Linked DNA regions of Mus musculus: regions 2 and 3 are each linked to region 1. Evidence: chromatin contacts called from public HiChIP or PLAC-seq and promoter capture Hi-C data. All regions are on one chromosome and are shown on one strand. Each heading gives the region's core, a stretch centred on a gene start, on an enhancer-like site or on the middle of the called end of the contact. The rest is flanking DNA. Distances are from core to core; before and after follow the strand shown.

Region 1 (3,513 bases), core at 841-3,340:
AAGAAAAAGTCAATTTCAGAAAAAGCCAAGCCTCAAGCTATGCATGGCCAAATAACCTTGTGGAAGTCTGGGCATCAGACTTGTCAGAAGCTCACAGGAGCCTGACCTGGAGCTCATGTGAGCGTCTGCGGGGAGAACTGGGGCACCTGACTAAGGCCAGCACAACCAATCATGAACAAGTGTGGCTGCCACACCTACCTGCCCACCACTTGTCCCCTGGAGAGAGGCCAGCGTGTCTGAATTCCGTGTTAGTTCTTCTTGGAAATCTGTGCACCGTACTGGTCATGCAAAGTGACAATATAGGCCAGTATAAGTCAGGTTCACATATTATAGAAGCAGCTTCAACAAACCATAGATAAGTATTTATCTCTGGACTCTTGAGTGCTTTCTGTGATCAGTTAACTGGAGAGGCATTTTTAAAATGCATTGTGTTAGATGCCCCTTTGCCCCTTTATTAATCTCATAAAATCTTGAAGTTCTCTGAAAGTTCCAGGTAGCAGTGCAGGTCGGTTTGGAGTCTGATCAAATGACTTTTAAGCTTGAAATTCGGCTGTGTGGCTATTCTAGATAAAACACAAAGCATTTCTACACTTCTGTTTTTATGTCTTTTATGCCACTGCCATGTTTTAAAATTAGAGCTTCCTATATACTTCTTTCAGAGGTTGGCCATATTCTAGTTATGTGCCCTGGAGTATCTCTGCCATTTCCAAAGTTGTTCAGTGGGGTTTCGCTCTTGCCAACTTTCAAGATCCACCACATGCGTTGGAGCCAGTAATGAACGTGGATGATGCATTGCTTAGCGATTGCAGTGCAAGATGAGATGGCGAGACATCTGGCTGGAATTCATCTACACAACAGCATGTTTGGCTTTTATCTGATAGTTGTGAGAAATTTAAAAAGCGGGCTTATATTAAAGTATATAGTTTTTGATCCCCTTAACCTCCAAGGGTGTGTGTGTGTGTGTGTAGAGAGAGAGGGAACCATCCTAAAAATATTGAGATCAGTAAAGAGAACTAATTTTTTGAGGTGGTTTCTCAGCATTAAGGTGGGGAATTTAATGTTTATTGGTTTTTTTTTCTAGCTAATCAGCACCCTTTTCATTTAAAAAGATACTTGCAGATGAGCACAGTATATGATGTGCTTTTATTTTTCTTGCTTTTCTACAAACATGTGCTAGTCCACTTTGCAAAAGCTCAGTATTCACCCTTGCAAAGTACAATTTAATATCAACGCATCAACATAGCTGAACAATGATAAGCATAATGGAATTTGGAATATTTCTATCATGCTCCTCACCCTGCCCCCACACTCCTAGCACCCCATATCCCCTCGCCCTGGAACATCACTAATCTATGGACTGTCTTTGTAGGTTTGGAATGGTCATTTGGCATGGCCTCTCCCACTGAAAATCCAGGATAGCTTAAAATGTTTGACCATGACTTTCTGCCTCTGAAAATAGATGTTATTCTTGAGTTTCTTGCTGAATTAAAGGATCGAGTACAATTTACATAAGGCAAAAATTAGAAACTAGTTAAAGCAAGTGGGTCTTTTCTTCTACTACAGAAGGAGACCCATATTGCCAAGATACAAAGCAGACCGTGCAGGCACCATGCGCTGAGCAATATGTGTCCTAAGGTCCCTTTGGCGCGTGGGGACCTGTGGGTGGGTGGGGGAGGGTGTGCGTTTGAAAGGATCTCTCAAGTTTAACAAAGATTTATCAAAAGGTTGTATGTGTGTGAGTGTGAAAGTGTTAGGTACACGCTGTTTAAGAGCAAAACTTCTTCCCCTTAGAAAACGGATCGTAGACTACTCAACATAAATCAGTGTAAACCCCTCCTCTCTGCCTCTATAGGGGTCCCTAGGGACCAGATTCCTCCCGGTAGGCAAACTGGAGTCTAAACAACAAGCAAGCTTTCCTTCCTGCCCTTTCCCCTTCTTCTCGCTGGCACCGTTGAGCCTCGTTACCGTTTGCTCAAATATTTGGAAGTGCATTTAGAGTCCTCCCCCCAACTTATGATTTTATAGCCAATAGGTGATGAGTCTTATTTGCATATTTCCAGTCACTTAAACAGCTGTGCAGTGGAAACAGTGTCAGACTCTCGATTTCTCCTCCTACTCCTCCTCCGAGGAATTCTGCCCCTTGTAACTGTTCTGCCCTCCCCTTTAAAGGTTGACTTGCCCTACGGCGCTCCACCGCGCTCCAGTCCTCTTGCGCCTCCTGCTCAACCCGCTCCTGACTGCCCCACGCCGCGTAGTTCCAGCAGCAAAGCAGAAGGGTGCACCGGGAGATGGAGAGCAAAGCCCTGCTCCTGGTGGTCCTGGGAGTTTGGCTCCAGAGTTTGACCGCCTTCCGAGGAGGGGTGGCCGCAGCAGACGGTACGTTTTTCGCGCCAACTCCCCCTACCCCCACCTGCAGACCCGGACAGGACCACTTTTTCTCCATCTGAAGATGGGAGGGAGAAAGTTGGAAGTACGTGCATGCACTGGGACTCCCAGGCGCAGTAAATTCCCGGGAAGGGTGGCTGGAATGGAATCCAGGAGGAGAAGGGAGAGACTCTGCCTCCCATCACGCTACGGCGACTCTGGGTTCCCGCTTTTTTTTCCTTTCTCCTGAGTTCCCACTCGGTCTCCTGCTCTCTCCCGCCGACTGCCATCGCAGGGAACGGCTGGGGCGTGGGGTGTGGAGCCTAGGATGGGGAGACGCAGAGGCCGAGCAAAGCTGTAGTGACCGGTGGTGACCTCCCTATAGGGAATAGGGGTGCTGAATGCAAGGCACGCGGGCCAAAGTGACCCTAACTTTGCTGGGACTGCGGGTCAGACCCCTCTAGAAGCGGGAAGAGTGAATCGAGGGTGCAGGTGGGAGGACGCGTTGTGTGCATTCCAACTGTACAGGGCGCTGTCGCTCTCGGCGGGGGGTTGTGAGCTACAGTGAAAGTGGGAGTGCGCGGTGGCGCCCGGGAACGCGTGGCGCAGAGTCCTGGAAGCTGGCGTCCTGCAAGCGTTCCTGTGCTCGGCTTAGCTCAGTACTCAAGAAAGCCCAGAAATGAACCTACCCTCCAGAAAACGAGGTTCAGCCACCAGCCGACTGGAGCCTGTGGCTTGGAGGTTGCCAGTTCAGCTCTGTGTCCTTTCCTTGCTGTCCCAGGAGAGGCTCGCCCTAAGGGAGGCGCTCAGCTAGCTGAGAGCACATGGGATTCTCTAGAGCCTAAGGGAGATCGCTTTCAACACTAGGTGAAAAAAAAAAAAAAAGCGGCCACCTCCACGGCTCTGCCTGCTCTCTGCCTAGAGAAGACTAGGGTCAGTAGCAAGTTGCTTTATGGCCTTGAAGTCGAGACCTGCCCACAATTGAGAAGCCTTGTAACTTGAACCTTGATTGAGCTAACAGAACACAGACTCAAAATGTGACTGAACTCAGTCGTAAAAGAAGGCTGGGGTTTCCTTGTGTTGCTGCTGGTGGAATCGCCACGAGGGTGGTGTCCCCTGGAGGTGCTCTAAGGTGGCACATCCGCAGCC
Region 2 (3,282 bases), core at 167-2,666, 180 kb after region 1:
TGGACTCCAGTCCAAAGGATCCAGTGCCCTCTGCTGGCTTCCACAGGCATCAGGCATGCATGGCGTGTGCGAGCACACACACACACACACACACACATATGCACACACACATATGCACACACAGAGAAAATAGACATACATATAAAATGAAATAAATCTAAAAAATTATAATAGAATAAAATCTATTAAATGTTTTATAAGAATTAAAATGTAATATTAATGTATTCTGTGTACTTTTAAGTAAAAAATTGGTATACTCTTCCTAAAACACTGGAGGAAAAACATCAAGTAGGATGTAAAGACAAATAAAGTAAGCATGATGGAACTATAAGCCTAAGCTGTAATATGCCACATATTACCCAGGCCTACCTTCAAAAATATTCCACCAATAAATTAACCCTCAACTTCTTTTTCTTATTTATTTATTTATTTATTTATTTATTTATTTATTTATTTTTCTTGGTATCCCCGAGACAGGGTTTCTCTTTGTAGCCCTCTCACTGTCCTGAAAACCACTCTGTAGACCAGGCTAGCCTCAAACTCATATTCACCTGCCTCCTCTGCCTCTGCCTCTGCCTCTGCCTCTGCCTCTGCCTCTGCCTCTGCCTCTGCCTCTGCCTCTGCCTCTGCCTCTGCCTCTGCCTCTGCCTCTGCCTCTGCCTCTGCCTCTGCCTCTGCCTCTGCCTCTGCCTCTGCCTCTGCCTCTGCCTCTGCCTCTGCCTCTGCCTCTGCCTCTGCCTCTGCCTCTGCCTCTGCCTCTGCCTCCCAGGTGTAGAGGACTGCACCACCAGCACTCAACTAGCCCTCAACTTTCTATTCAGAGTATATATTTTGAAGAAGGAGGAAGAGGAAGAAAAGGAGAAAGAGGAGGAGGAGCAGGAGGAAGAGGAGGAGGAGCAGGAAGAGGAGGGGGAGGAGGAAGAGGAGGAGAAGAAGAAGAAAAAGAAGAAGAAGAAGAAGAAGAAGAAGAAGAAGAAGAAGAAGAAGAAGAAGAAGAAGAAGAAGAAGAAGAAGAAGAAGAAGAAGAAGAAGAAGAAATGAAATATGGCAGGCTTTAGAGGGAGGAAAGGGAAGGGGAAAATGATGTATCTATATTATAATCTCAAAAATAAAAGAAATAATTTTAAGCCCTGTTAAACAAACAAACAAACAAAAAAAAAAAACAAGTGTTCCCACTCATGGCTATAAACCTACAACTTGGGGAGGCTGAGTCAGGAGGATTACCATTGAGTTCAATACCAGACAGATCTACAGTATGGGGCCCTGATTCACAAGAAACCAGAATAAATAAGTAAACCAGGAAAAGAAGAAAACAATGTAGAGGGCAAAGTGCAGGTCCAAAGGCTTGCAAACGCCCATGCTGTGGCAGCTGTTCCCACTATGAGGTAAGTCCGGGGGTGGAGGCACTTCCTTACCCTTTGACCCTTTCTTCTCCACTCCTCCTGGGGCTGCATAGCACACACTAACTGCACTGGCCTGCCTTGCTTTGTTCTGCTGCAGTCTAAAGATTTTCCTCACTGCCCTTCTCTCTGCTGCTGTCTAGGGGGTGGGGCTGATTCTCCCCTTTGCACTCTTTATCTCCGTTAACTCTGTGGGCCTCCGTTAACTCTGTGGGCCTCCGTTAACTCTGTGGGCCTCGGTTTGCTTTGCTTTTAGGTATAGCTCCCTTCTCTCTTCTCTTCTCCTCCTATTTTTAGCTTCTGAATCTCTTTTGATTCCTAGTCTTCCTGGCTTCTTTTTGCCACGTGGCTGGTCACCTGGTCACCCTTGTTATTCAGCCCACTCCCACCCCTCTTCCCCCACTTCACCACCACCCTCTCCCTGTGACACTACAATCTGCCTTGTTTGAAATCTCTCCCCTGTTTAATGAGGGCAATTGCTCTCATTTTTGTCTATACGTTTCTTATTTCAGCCTTTTTAACTATCATTAATTCCAGGATTTAAAATTTTCATCTTCTGGAGACTTCTTTGTTTTCTTTCAGTTCTTCTTTGTCCTTGGCTTAAAGAGGACATTTCGGAATCAGGCACTTTGGTAGCCCCTGCTATCCTAGAGCTCAGGAGGTAGAGGAAGGAAGGACAGGAGTTCAAGGTCATCCTCTGCCTCTGCTGCATAGTGAGTTAACGGCCAGCCTGGGCTACACGAAACTGGGTCTCTGACTCTGGTTTGGTCTTACTCGGTTTCCCAGTCCTTGGAAAAATCATGTCTTTTGCCTTATTTTGCTGACACTTTTTAGAGGCAAACAGTGAGATAAACACATCCAGTCTCTGGATGTCTTTCTTCACCGCTTTAGTTTCATTTTCTAAGTTTTTCTTCCTATCACAAGGAAAACTTCTTTCTAGTCTTCCCATTGCCTCTCAGGCCCCAGTATCATATCCACAGTATGTCCTCTCTATCAGCTTTATACAGGATCCTACCTCCGTGCTCTCTGTATATAGACTCTCCTCCAGCTCAGATACACCCTTTCTTTCCCAATGGTGTCCATTTCTTCTCTACCTCTGTTGTTCTAGTCCCTTCTCCTTTGACTTCAGGCAGTTCACCCATACTGAGAGTGGACCTGGCCCAGCTGAAACCACTGCTTCTGTCACAGGAAAAATGCTTGCACCCCAGTACCTCCTTAATTAGTGATTGCACCCTGGGCAACTCCTCCCTTAATGCTGTGCCCATCCCCCTCATAATACAGCCATCTTTTGCTTGGAGTCAGATAAGCACCAGCTCTGGTATTTATTAACTATGACTGAATGGTGTTCAACTGGGGATGCTCTTAGAGCAGGTTGTTGGGAGGTCTCTGTCACCTTCTTCATCCTTTAGAAAACAGTGCTTTCTTTTTTTTTTCTTTTTCGAGAAACAGTTCTTTCTACAGCCATATTTCCATCTTTGTCCAATACCAAGGCAGATTCCTTTGCTACCCTAAGTGTAAGCCTGCCTGGAATCTAAATCTGGAGTTCACTTTTCCTGACTTCCCCTTTCTCCTGGGCTCAGCCATGCTATTTATCCCAGAATGATGGAGTTTCATGATCACTTACCTCAGGAGACACTTTCGAAGGCCATAGGATGCAAAACTGGAGAGCTGAGAAAAAAGGGAAATGAGAACAGTTCTGTTTATTCACTGGTTATCTGGGATTCTACTAATGGCCACATAGCTACCACCTTGACTTCCTCAGTTTCTTTCTTTTTTTCCTAGAATGGAGCAGTCCTTGCCCCATCTAAGCATGTCAAGGCAGACACTATGGCATAATGCACTTCCAACCTGAGCTGAGCTGTCTGGAGGCACCAGCATTGAC
Region 3 (3,245 bases), core at 209-2,708, 220 kb after region 1:
GATGGATGGGGTTCTGGGGGTTATTGGTTTTTTGGTTTTTTTATATTTATAAGATGGCCAGAAGTCCTTAGTTTCTTTTTCCTTGTTCTTTGTTTTAAACATCCTTTTTACACATAAAGGTCCTCAGCTCCTTGGGATGTTTGACCCTGCAAGCAGGACCTTTGGTCTAGTTAGTGTCCCTGACCTAAATATCTTTTACCCTTCTACTTGATTCTCTTTTTTTGGTAGGTATTTGAAGGGACATCTGGTATAGACGCCAAGAAAACATCCTGTGAGTTTACTGGAGATATTCTCCGAACACCAGTGTCTGAGGATATGCTTGGTAAGTGACTATCACTCTTCGTTCCGTACACAGATCTGTTTCCTTTTAAACATATTTATTTAAAATCTAGAAACATACAAGCACAGATTGGGAAGTATGGGTTTACTCTGTTCTGTCTTGTTGCTGTTGTATAGGTCGAGTATTCAACGGATCAGGAAAACCCATTGACCGAGGCCCTGTGGTGCTGGCTGAAGACTTCCTTGACATCATGGGTAGGGGCAGTAGATGGGTGTCAGTGTTGGGGAAACTAACTCTGTCTACTGGCAGCCTTACCGGAGAGAGAATAGTTATGGTAACATTGAAAGGAGATAGATAAATACAGAGAAATTCTTTGTTTGAGTTCTGACCTTTTAATTATTTGTTTGTATCCATGACCAATGTGCAGACATACTAACATTTTTCCCTTTTTGGAATACATCAGGTCAGCCAATCAACCCTCAGTGTCGGATCTATCCAGAAGAGATGATTCAGACGGGCATTTCCGCCATCGATGGCATGAACAGTATTGCTAGGGGACAGAAAATCCCCATCTTTTCTGCTGCTGGATTACCACACAACGAGGTGAGGGCAGATGGACTTGTCGTGCCGTGTGTAGTCACGGGGGGAATACACACATCAGCTTACCTACCACGGACTTGATGTTTTAATTCAGGCTACTAATTAAAGTATTCAAGAGAGAAGAATAAATTACTTTGTTGTCAGGATATGATTTTTAGTTTTCATCCTTAACAGATTGCAGCTCAGATCTGTCGCCAGGCTGGTTTGGTAAAGAAATCCAAAGATGTAGTGGACTATAGTGAAGAAAATTTTGCCATTGTGTTTGCTGCTATGGGAGTAAGTATGGTATTATGTTTGGGAATAACATAAAATTAACTGTTGTTAGAAAGAGGTGATAAACTATACAAAATCAACTTTATTCTTAGATAGAAACTCTGTATCTTGGCATTTTAGCAAAACTTAGGAGTCAGATTTAGCATGTAGCTGAAACCTAATAAGACTTTGCATGCCAAAGTGCTTTACTCTGACTTGCACTTAAAAAAGAAAAAAATGGAGGCTTGAAACGTACATATGTATGTGGTTATATTAAAGGCAGGTTCATGGGGAAGCTGCCCTCTGGGAATTCACTGGCCCCAAGAATTAAGGCCAGGGGAGTCCCCATGGGGAGGGGAGGGAGAGAAAGAGGAAGGTTTGTGCACACATGCAGAGAAAGAAGAGGAGGAGGAAAGAAAAAAGAGGAAGAGAGCTTGACTGTTTAAAACAGAATAATTTAGATTTATAGCTTGGCCTTCCTCAGAAATAGATGCTGAGAATGTTCTTTTGCATTGCACTGATGACGTCACTGATACTTAGGTAAACATGGAAACAGCCCGGTTCTTTAAATCTGACTTTGAAGAAAATGGCTCAATGGACAATGTCTGCCTTTTTTTGAATCTGGCTAATGACCCAACGTAAGTAAAACTTGTTTCTCTCTGAGTTACTGCCTACAGAGGCATCTTTAAAGTAATTTTGTTTTCCTCTCCTCTGTGAACTAAGAGTGTCAAAAGGAAAATGCTGCTGTCGCAGCCTTGTTTTGGTTGTGGCTTTTGAGTGACCTGGGACGTGTGTTCCCTTTCAGCATTGAGCGGATCATCACTCCTCGCCTGGCTCTGACCACGGCCGAGTTTCTGGCATATCAGTGTGAGAAGCACGTGCTGGTGATCCTGACGGACATGAGCTCCTACGCTGAAGCGCTGCGAGAGGTAACTCTTCCCTTCTTTTTTTCCTTCTTTTCTCAAACAAAATGTGTCAAGTAGGGTCATCTTGATCTTTTGTAAGTTTCTGTTTTTCTTTAATCATAAAAGAGATAGTACAAGGCTGGGTGTGGTGGCACACGCCTTTAATCCCAGCCCTTGGGAGGCAGAGGCAGGAGGATTTCGGAGTTCGAGGACAGCCTGGTCTACAAAGTGAGTTCCAGGACAGCCAGGGCTACACAGAGAAAACCTGTCTCGGGAAAAAAACAAAACAAAACAAAACAAAACACCCAGATAGTACAATTTTTTTTGTCTCTGTCAACTTGGAAATAGTAGAGAGTGAGATTAAAATTAGTAACTGTCACTGTCTCTCTCAAGGGCTGAAGAAGTAAGAAAGCACCACAAGCGGATGGTAGTGTTTCATTCCCAAGAACTTCTGACCATACTGTGTGTTAACCCTGTGTACATTTGTGTGTGTGTGTGTGTGTGTGTGTGTGTGTGTGTGTGTGTGTGTGTGTGTGTTTATGTGCTCACGGAGGCCAGAAGGGGGCACCGATTGCCTGGAAGTGGGTGGCTGTGAGGATCCCAGTGTGGGTGCTTGAAACCAAACCCAGGAACTCAGCCAACACTCTTAGCCTGCTAAGCCTGTTAACTCTTGAGTGCACAAAAAGACTGAGGAAACCTGCTCTCTAATGACCTGTATTTTAAAGTCCCCAAGATCATTACCACATTGTCACAGTGTTTACGTTGACTCTGAAAGACTGGAGTCTTGTCTTCATTGAAGCAGATCCATACCTTTGTTAACGAAAAAAAATGAGCTAAGAGAAAGATTTTTGTTTGTTGGGATCAAAGGCGTGCGCCACCACTCCTGGCAAACCTAGGTTTACTTCATGTTAGATTCATTAGCATCCAAGTGTTCTTAGAGATTGCTATGACAGTTCTATTGTGCATCGATGAACACAGGTCTGTGGCTCACACTTTGAGTAGCAGTGCAAGAATCCTACATTGGCAATCCTCTTAGGTTCTTGTGATGGTAGAGCTATGCAAGTACCTATTCTTCTATGCATGTCTCTGAGGAAGACCTTTAATTATATTTTGTGTGGTGGGGTAGAGTCCTGGCTCTCTGATCAGGTGCGTATGTAGCCCAGGCTGGCCTTGAAATCTTACTGTGTAGCTGAGATTGACCTTAAACT

What was found. Promoter capture Hi-C pulls out the DNA fragments that hold promoters and counts their contacts. HiChIP or PLAC-seq counts read pairs in DNA pulled down with a chosen protein or histone mark.
Region 2: a contact with region 1 is called in a promoter capture Hi-C map of embryonic stem cells. The contact joins the enhancer-like site here to the promoter of Lpl in region 1. A contact is called at or near these places in 4 of 39 promoter capture datasets (the C10 cell line, embryonic stem cells, hematopoietic stem and progenitor cells and 1 more), 1 of 484 Hi-C or Micro-C datasets (bone marrow-derived macrophages), 1 of 115 datasets of contacts at active chromatin or transcription factors (bone marrow-derived macrophages) and 4 of 9 other capture datasets (adipose tissue, liver, macrophages and 1 more).
Region 3: an H3K4me3 HiChIP or PLAC-seq map of bone marrow-derived macrophages shows a contact between it and region 1, with 3 times the contacts expected there. The contact joins the enhancer-like site here to the promoter of Lpl in region 1. A contact is called at or near these places in 5 of 39 promoter capture datasets (the C10 cell line, cranial neural crest, embryonic stem cells and 2 more), 13 of 484 Hi-C or Micro-C datasets (the G1E-ER4 cell line, bone marrow-derived macrophages, embryonic fibroblasts and 5 more), 3 of 115 datasets of contacts at active chromatin or transcription factors (bone marrow-derived macrophages and heart atrium) and 2 of 9 other capture datasets (adipose tissue and pancreatic islet).

The regions. Positions count from the first base shown.
Region 1 is chr8:68,878,465-68,881,977 of GRCm38.p6, forward strand. Lpl (lipoprotein lipase) reads left to right here and starts at 2,091. Exons shown (of 10, transcript NM_008509.2): 1 at 2,091-2,376. The coding sequence starts at 2,289.
Region 2 is chr8:69,062,270-69,065,551 of GRCm38.p6, forward strand. Slc18a1 (solute carrier family 18 (vesicular monoamine), member 1) reads right to left here. Exons shown (of 17, transcript NM_153054.2): 9 at 3,025-3,068. Among named protein-coding and RNA genes, the nearest start is that of Atp6v1b2, 25 kb to the right of the region's middle. Within about 2 kb of position 1,417, at least 36 of the 459 cell types and tissues checked have an H3K27ac peak or open chromatin away from gene starts, as enhancers often do. A contact at or near this core is called in embryonic stem cells and liver, where this site is marked.
Region 3 is chr8:69,101,708-69,104,952 of GRCm38.p6, forward strand. It overlaps Atp6v1b2 (ATPase, H+ transporting, lysosomal V1 subunit B2), which reads left to right. Exons shown (of 14, transcript NM_007509.3): 4 at 229-322; 5 at 457-534; 6 at 744-883; 7 at 1,055-1,156; 8 at 1,673-1,770; 9 at 1,938-2,061. Among named protein-coding and RNA genes, the nearest start is that of Slc18a1, 14 kb to the left of the region's middle. Within about 2 kb of position 1,459, at least 11 of the 459 cell types and tissues checked have an H3K27ac peak or open chromatin away from gene starts, as enhancers often do. A contact at or near this core is called in bone marrow-derived macrophages, where this site is marked.